2 separate regions of the Zea mays genome follow, and region 2 is linked to region 1. A link is a contact called in public Hi-C data. All regions are on one chromosome and are shown on one strand. The core of a region is the stretch at or near the end of the contact, and the rest is flanking DNA. Distances in the headings are between cores, read along the strand shown. Region 1 has its middle 22 kb from the start of LOC109943743. Region 2 has its middle 51 kb from the start of LOC542569.

Region 1 (4,279 bases), core at 691-3,190:
TGGATACTAGAAGTCCTCAGGTTCTGTAGTTCCGATGGTTCTTGTAATCAACAAGGTAGATTGTGCGCCATTTGTTCCGATGGTTCTTGTTCTTTGACGTGCCAGTCTGCCATATGAATGGCTTGAGGGAAGTGAAGCACTGTCCATCCTAGCTAGTGCACACTGCATAGAGGCTGAATTGCTGAGGATAATGGACCATCGAGATCCGACAGATAGATGAGAAAATGGTTGCTGGATTGATTGAGTTGTTGGGCCGTGTGATTATTTCACCAGGCCTTGATAATGGGCTATGCGGCCATTTATGCAGGTTTTTGAGACTTCGGGAGATCGTAGACCAAGCAGCCAAAAGGTTACCAGCTGGTCCCTCTCTTGAAATAAAGCAGGTATCAGATTTGTGTTTGATCCCTTGTGGGATCAACCGATCAAATATTTCAAGATTTAACGGTATTGTTTTTTCAGTAGTAGCTAAAAGTTTGGAATATGGCTGGTATCAGATTTTATTTCTATTTTTGCAACCGCTCTTCTTTATTTTTTTTCAAAACTTGATGTTAAGTAGAGTGAACACACTGACTAGTTTAACTTTAAATCTTAATACCCTCACTCATGTGCAGACAGAGAGAAAGTCGCAACAAACGAGATGTTAGATCGAGCGAACACACTAACAAGCCCAACCCAAAAATTCAAGTTGTTAGGAGAAGGTAGGCAATTTATTACTTATACACTTCTTCAACAATATCTACGCTTCCATAATTCTCCGTATGGTGTGATTGTATTTTTATATTTTTCATTTTGCAACCTGTCTTCCTTTTAATTTGAGACAAGGGTTCTCTGCATCTACACCTCGGTATGTTCTTGATCATTCAAGTAAGCTCGCTTGGTATGTTCAGTGTTCACTATATAGCTCGTGGCTGGAAATCAAGCATCGACGGATATAAGACTGTCCGCACCGGCGGACTCGAAAGGGTGCGCTACGAACATAGAGCTGCATATGCAGTAAAAGAAATGCTGCAACGTTGAACTGCTTCTACTACTGTATGTTTAGGGAGGGAAAGAAGAACTCCATTTCCAGCGTCCATGCAACTGCTACTCGATAATCTCTCTCCGTCCTTTCCGTGTGGGATCAGCAGAAGGTTGGTGGATGTGGATAAAATAGTATTAAAAGAAATGATATAATATATGCTAGTAGGTATAGAGTTAAGATATAGAGTAAATATGACTGCGGAAGATTGTAGTATAGAGTAGAGAATCTCGCTGACCAGGATAGAATATTCTTTTTAGGGTAAAAAATTAAGGCTGAATAAGTGTGGACAGCCTAAGAACCTCAAATTCTAAAGAACTGTAGCTAGCTGTACTGAGATCATCAGATCATATCATATATTTTTTTGAATGAATACAGGAGGGTCATACCCTACTGTGATTTATTATTAATAAAAAGGGGAAAGCATTTTTACATAGATAGGCCGAGGGAAGGGAACGGAAAAGGGAAAATGAAGTCGTGTTGTTCTTCTTGGCACACATCGTTTTTAGCATATAATATTCTCACATTTTAGTTTTTCTGACTTGTTCAAACTGGTCCATGCCATGCCTGCATCATGCAAATAAACCGTGGATTTCCCAACCACAAGGTTGAATTGAAGGCTTGGTCCACAATGAACTATATACCAGCATAAACAAGTGCCATACATCAAAAGCACGGTTTAATGCTACATACTAATATATAACGCTCATAGAGTCCTAGGTGATGGATGCTATAGCTATATATTTTCTTTTGTGAAGCTTTCACTGACCTGGCGACAGGCAATCGCTCGAGTATAATTACATATGTAACACAATCAATCTCCCAAATGATGATGCCAGCCTCTTCCCGCTCCCTATCGCCCCTGCATTATCAGATGCCTCGCACAACACCTGTCGCTGCCCTGCCTGCCGTTCGTTAAACAAATTCAGGTTCGCGTCGCTACCTCAGTCAGACCTCACATCACGCCTGTTCCAAACAAATTGGTCTGATGTGCATCATTCGCCTTTTGTATATAATTGCGCCCTGCCCACTTGCAGGTGCTATCAAAATTAAAGGTGAAAGCTAAGATTACAGTCGTCAATGGATCGCAACGTTTAGCTCTCCTACACAATTTTAATGGCGGATAAGCAAATGCTCGTGTATGATCTAGCCTATCAATTCTAATATGTAAATAAAAATAATTTAATTACACAAAAGTAAATGCTCGAAATAATGAGAGGGCTAACATCACGATAATATTTTTCTGGTGTATCCTAGAGGCGATAATATTTACTATTTTCATTCGAGAACCCACGCAAGAGTGTGGCTTCCCTTGATCCACATAAAGATGAAATGTTCTCTACGAGTTGATTATTTGTTACTACAACATAGTGAATTACCCAAAACTGTTTACCACTTGAGTTCACAATCTTCATGAGATGATCATGAAACTCCTGAACACCACCAAACCATCTAGATCAACTCGCCCATCATCGAAATCTCGAACTTTTGTGTCATCACTCTGCTAAACTCCTCACAAGACTTTTGATTAGTAGAACCAAATATTATATCATCGACATAAATTTGGCACACAAAAAGATCATCATCACAAGTCTTAGTGAAAAGAGTGGGATCGGCTTTCCCAACCTTGAAAGCATTAGCAATTACGAAATCTCTAAGGCATTCATACCATGCTCTTGGGGCTCAGGGTCGGGGTACCCGTCATCCTCAAAGTCAGGGGGTTGTTCCATATATACCTCCTCCTTGATTGGCCCGTTGAGGAAAGCGCTCTTTACGTCCATTTGAAACAACCTGAAGGAGTGGTGTGCGGCATAGGCTAATAAAATTCGAATAGACTCTAGCCTAACCACAGGAGCAAAAGTCTCCTCGAAATCCAAACCTGCGACTTGAGCATAACCTTTTGCCACAAGTCGAGCCTTGTTTCTTGTCACCACCCTGTGCTCGTCTTGCTTGTTGCGGAACACCCACTTGGTTCCCACAACATTTTGCTTTGGACGTGGCACCAGGCTCCAAACTTCATTCCTCTTGAAGTTGTTGAGCTCTTCCTGCATGGCCAACACCCAGTCCGGATCCTACAAGACCTCTTCTACCCTGAAAGGCTCAATAGAAGAGACAAACGAGTAATGCTCACAAAAATTAGCTAAGCGTGAGCGAGTTGTTACTCCCTTGCTTATGTCACCCAGAATCTGATCAACGGGGTGATTTCTTTGGATCATCGCTCGGACTTGAGTTGGAGGGACCCGTGGTGCTTCTTCCTCCATAACTTGTTCTTCTTGTGCTCCCCCTTGATCACGCTCCTCTTCTTGAGGTACCTGTTCATCATCTTGGGTTGGGGGATGCACCTGCGTCGAGGAAGAAGGCTGATCTTGCTCTTTTTGTTCCTGTGGTCGCACATCACCTATCGCCATTGTGCGCATTGCGACCATCAGAACATCATCTTCATCTATGTCATCAAGATCAACTTGTTCTCTTGGAGAGCCATTAGTCTCATCAAATACAACGTCGCTAGAGACTTCAACCAAACCCGATGATTTGTTGAAGACTCTATACACCTTTGTATTTGAGTCATACCCTAGTAAAAACCCTTCTACTGCCTTGGGAGCAAATTTAGAATGTCTACCTTTCTTCACCAGAATGTAACATTTGCTCCCAAATACACGAAAGTAAGAAACGTTGGGTTTGTTACTGGTAAGGAGTTCATACGAAGTCTTCTTGAGAAGGTGATGTAGGTAGAGCCGGTTTATGGCGTGGCAAACTGTGTTCACAGCTTCCGACCAAAACCGCTCGGGCGTCTTGAATTCTCCAAGCATCGTTCTCGCCATGTAGATGAGCGTCCTGTTCTTCCTCTCTACCACACCATTTTGATGTGGTGTGTAGGGAGCGGAGAACTCATGCTTGACGCCTTCTTCCTCAAGCTACTCCTCCACTTGCAGATTCTTGAACTCGGACCCGTTGTCGCTTATTATCTTTTTCACCTTGAGCTCAAATTCGTTTTGAGCCCTCCTTAGAAAGCGCTTTAGGGTCCCTTGGGTTTCTGATTTATCCTGCAAAAAGAACACCCAAGTGAAGCGGGAAAAATCATCAATAATTACAAGACCATACTTACTTCCCCCGATGCTAAGGTAGGCAACGGGTCCGAAGAGGTCCATGTGAAGAAGCTTCAGTGGTCTTGATGTTGTCATCACATTCTTGCTATGATGAGTGCTTCCCACCTGTTTCCCTGCCTGGCAAGCTGCACAAGGTCTATCTTTGTCGAAACAG
Region 2 (4,279 bases), core at 844-3,343, 290 kb after region 1:
TGGAAATGAATCCGGTGGAGTACACGTCGCAGCGTCGGCCCTGACCTGTCCGGCTCTGTGGCAGGGCCTGGCGTCTCTACTCGCAAGTCGCAAAGGCAGAGCGGCAAAGCGGCGGCCGTTGAATTGAATGGAATGAATATGTTTGTCCACATGTGCGTGGCGTTGTCGCGTCAAGCAGCCTGACCACGTTGTGGCTTCCTGACTTTGCAGCCCATGGGCTGCTTTTCGTGAGAAACAAGCTTCATGGGCTACTTATGTAGAGTGATGGCGACGATTAGCAGAAATAAGCCTCATGGGCTACTCACAAGATACACTTGAGACACCCACGGGAATCTTCGGCAGGCCGTCTTGAGCTACGCTGCTTTGTATGTCACACACAGCATGGGCGAAGGCCCCATGGGTTCGTTCTTCGTTGCTCGGAAGCTCTTTAGCGTCCAACTGGTCGGAGGCCATATTAAATGTGGGCTTTGCTAATAGTAGACACATGCGTTGATCAAGTCGGCCCAAGTACCTTGCCGACCAAAATTAATGAGCATGAATAGTGGACAACAAGAAACATGCTCTCTTTTATGGGCCATCGCACCATGTACATTTAAAAATTCGAACAGTCAAATGCCCTTTTATTTATTTTTTAATTTTTTCGTATGACATATGAAACATGGGTTTGATGACGCTGTGGCAACGAAGGTTCTTATGTTGGAGCTTGGTTATGATTGTTTCAGATAGATCGTTTGTTATGTTTTTATGTTGGAGCTTTGGTTATGGTTGGTTCAGCTATGTTAGTTTTATGATCAATACAATCTCTGTTTTTAATCTGTTTGCTATTATGTTTTTTGTGAAGTGTAGTAATTTCCCACAGGATTTTGTTGTTCTTATTCTAGGGTGTTATATTTCTTTATATTAATATTCTTAAATAATGCCCTGCTCTTAATAAGTTCAGTTATCAGTTTTTGATAATTTACCTCGGATGCTTCAGGACTATGAAACCTAGAAGTAAACAGGTGCGTTTCAAATATACCATGATTAAAACATATCTCTTCTCTTGAGATGAGCAATATGGTTGTATCCCTTACTCCCTCTGCCTGCATTGTGATACATCGATCGTTTGTATTTGTGCTCTAAAGTATATTTTCATTTTTATGAAGCAATTGATATATCTTTTATTTTGTTATTTAGATTTGGTGCTTAATCAATCTATACTTCAAATAACTCAGCTAAGACAGTTTGCTCACTGATAATTTTATGTACTGAGGATATTTTTCGTTTGTAACAATGCTTACTACTGGAAACAGAAACATAACAAAAAGTTTCTCCACAGATTATAGTAGTAATATTATGCTGCAGGGGTGTCAGTTAATGTGTGGATGGATCTGGTCGGTGTCCGGCGAATTCTAGCTACTCAATTCTCCGATACAAAGAACACAAGAGAGTGGAACAGAATGACAAGGAGGTGCGGGTTGCATGTGCACGTGGGATTGACAAAGAGAGAGAGAGATAGAGGATCGTATTCGTACCATATCGGAAGGGCAGCGGACGTGTTTGGCCAGGGTGATGATATGGGAATATATATAAGAACCTCCCGTCAGTGAAGTTATGCTGCATTGCATGCATTCTGCTGCACTGCACTGCACTGCACTGCATGCTGTCCTGCAGTGCTTCCGTTGTGGAACTGACCGGCCAACCGTGATTGATTGAAGGAAGAATCGCAGTCTCAGTCTCAGCCTCAGGTGCTACCGACGATTCCGTTTTCGTGTGACGGACGAGGGAGGTGTGCTGGATGCAGAAAGAGTGGAAGAGACGGGGCGGTGCGGTGCGGATCCGTGGCGCCGGCGGCACGCGCGCGGGACTCAAAAGCAGCGAAGAAGAGACCGATTGCGCACGTGCGACTGCGCGAGCAGAGGCGCCCGGCCGACAACGCGTACGTCGGATCGGAGTCGGAGTCGGCCGAGAAAAAGCAAAGCGGCGTGCAACTAGCGGAGCCGTCGAGCGTTGCGGCGATATTTACGCCGCGCCCGCCTCTGGCACTGGCTACAGTGCATGACGTGTTCGTGTCTTGTCGCGTACCGAGCCGTCGTGCGTTTCTGAGTCAACCGGCCCCGGCCTGCCTGCGGTGAGGCAGACGGGTGGTGCGGCCGTGTAGGAGCAGGAGCAGGACAGTGCGATGCTGACGCTCCCTTGCTCCCTTTCCAGGTAAGAGGCAGAGGTACCCCCGAATCGGGATGTTGTTGATGCAAACAATTGTAGTAGAGTACTAGAGTACCCTACCCCCGGCGCCGCGGCGCGGGTACAGTTACAGTCCCACGGGGCTTTCTGCTCCATTCCAACTGCTGCCCAGTGCCCCCCCTGCTTTCAGCTGCTGCTGCTAGCTAACTAATCCATCGCACCTTATCTGCCTATCGTCTCTTATCTCCCGGATAAAAAGCGGCCAGCACCATCCATTCCATCTCCATCTCCATCTCCCGCCGCCGCCACCACCACCACCCTCCGACTCAGGTGTCCGACTCCGATCCTCGTCACGTGGCCGGCCCCCTCCTCCCCCTCTGCCACTCAAATCCATCGCCCCTGCTTTTTCTCTTCTTGGTATACCTGAGGATGTTGAGCAAAAGTACACCCAGCTTTTTATCTATCTAGTTGGAACACTGTTCCTTTACTCGACAACCAACCAGCCTTCTTTTTTTTTTATCATCATCATCTGTCAATCTAGGCTAGCTACCTATATATCCACTTCTACTTTATGTCAAGCATGTTTGATCTGCCGACTCTTCTAGTACGTAGCGTACCTTGCCGAAGCAGAGCTCCGTCTCGCACTGTGCATTTTGCTGCTCACGACACGTGCTAGGGCCGAGCGAGTGCTTTGCGTGCTCTCTCCACTTTTCACCTCCATCGTATCGGTCCAGCGGCTGCTGGTGCCATGCCAATAACGAGTCTCATGGCACTTGCAGATTATTGAAGAGCCTCCGACATAGACATATACATGTATAGCTCAACAAGTCACATCGTTTTTTTACTTTAATTTCTTTGGAGACACTTGAACGCTCCCGATCCTGTAGAATAGATCAAATATATATAGCCAATACATAATCGCAAATGGAGAATGTGTTTTTTTGTTTTTAAAACTAATATCATCTATCTCTACTACGCGTCTATGCCTAAGTGACTAGCAATAGCAGCCGCTCCAAACGTAGCGGCCGGTTTTCATTTTTTACTAAAGCCATGTTTGGTTTGATATCTAATTTCCTACACTTTAGCTAACTTTTCTGACTAAAGTTAGTTATTCAATTCGGACGACTAATCTTAAGCAAAGTGTGGCACATTTAGCCACAAACTAAACCCTAAACCCTAAATCCTTCTAACCATCCACAAAACAAGTGAGAAACATTTTAAGGTTTACTTAGTCCATTGACCGCTTGAATAATCAATCAAATAGAACAAGCGAAGTGGCATTCGAAAAAAAATATAGGTGTCTAATTATCTTATCTTCATGACAAAATCAACACATCTTTTACTACCACACTCCACACCAGTTGACCTTAGGACGATTATATTCTTGATTAGTACAACTCCTTTTTCTTAAGTACCAAAAGAAGGCTTTGATTTTTAATGGGGCTTTCAGTGTCTGTAAAGTTCTATTAAATTAGGGACATCAAAATGTATTAATAATGCTAGGCAACATGATTTCACTGAGTATTATGCATTTAGATGTCAATCCCAAGAAAAAAACATCTAGAGCTCCTGGGACAGTTGTATGTTAGTAATACGTGGTAAGTAATTATTCCAAAGATACTTAGGACCCCAAGAGAAATATGGTGGAAGAACTGCAAGCACTTCGCGTGTAGTTACAAGTTTAGGTGTAGCTATATTCTAAAGGCATGTGTAGTTACGTTCTCAATGCATTTTCTCCCAGAACCTCATTTGTGATCCATCATCAACCACAAATGATCTATAGCGAAGAAAATCGTGATTGACTTTCATGAGAGAACAAAAAAATGGGAGTCCCCTCTCTTTGGTTCTACTTGCACTAGAGGTTTAGATCCTAGATATTTATTTCGAAGGATTTTCTATCAAGTCCCATATGTGTTGAGGAGTTTAAACAACTATTAATTGCTAAGTAGGGTAGTATTTTTAATGTTACATGATGAATTCCAGGGCCACCTTGGTCTTTATGCTAACATAAAACACTCCACTTAGCTAAATGACATTTCTTTTTTTTTGTTCATCACCTAGCCAAAAGAAACTAGAGGAGAAATAACCCAACTTCTTTACAACACCCTTTGACAAG

What was found. Hi-C and Micro-C count contacts between places; a contact is called where the count stands out from the background.
Region 2: a Hi-C map of bundle sheath shows a contact between it and region 1, with 2.3 times the contacts expected there. The contact joins two enhancer-like sites. A contact is called at or near these places in 3 of 25 Hi-C or Micro-C datasets (bundle sheath, ear and tassel).

Annotation. Positions count from the first base shown.
Region 1 is chr1:222,235,736-222,240,014 of Zm-B73-REFERENCE-NAM-5.0, forward strand. No RefSeq gene overlaps it. Among protein-coding and RNA genes, the nearest start is that of LOC109943743, 22 kb to the right of the region's middle. Within about 2 kb of position 1,941, at least 6 of the 20 cell types and tissues checked have an H3K27ac peak or open chromatin away from gene starts, as enhancers often do. A contact at or near this core is called in bundle sheath, where this site is marked.
Region 2 is chr1:222,530,253-222,534,531 of Zm-B73-REFERENCE-NAM-5.0, forward strand. No RefSeq gene overlaps it. Among protein-coding and RNA genes, the nearest start is that of LOC542569, 51 kb to the left of the region's middle. Within about 2 kb of position 2,094, at least 18 of the 20 cell types and tissues checked have an H3K27ac peak or open chromatin away from gene starts, as enhancers often do. A contact at or near this core is called in bundle sheath, where this site is marked.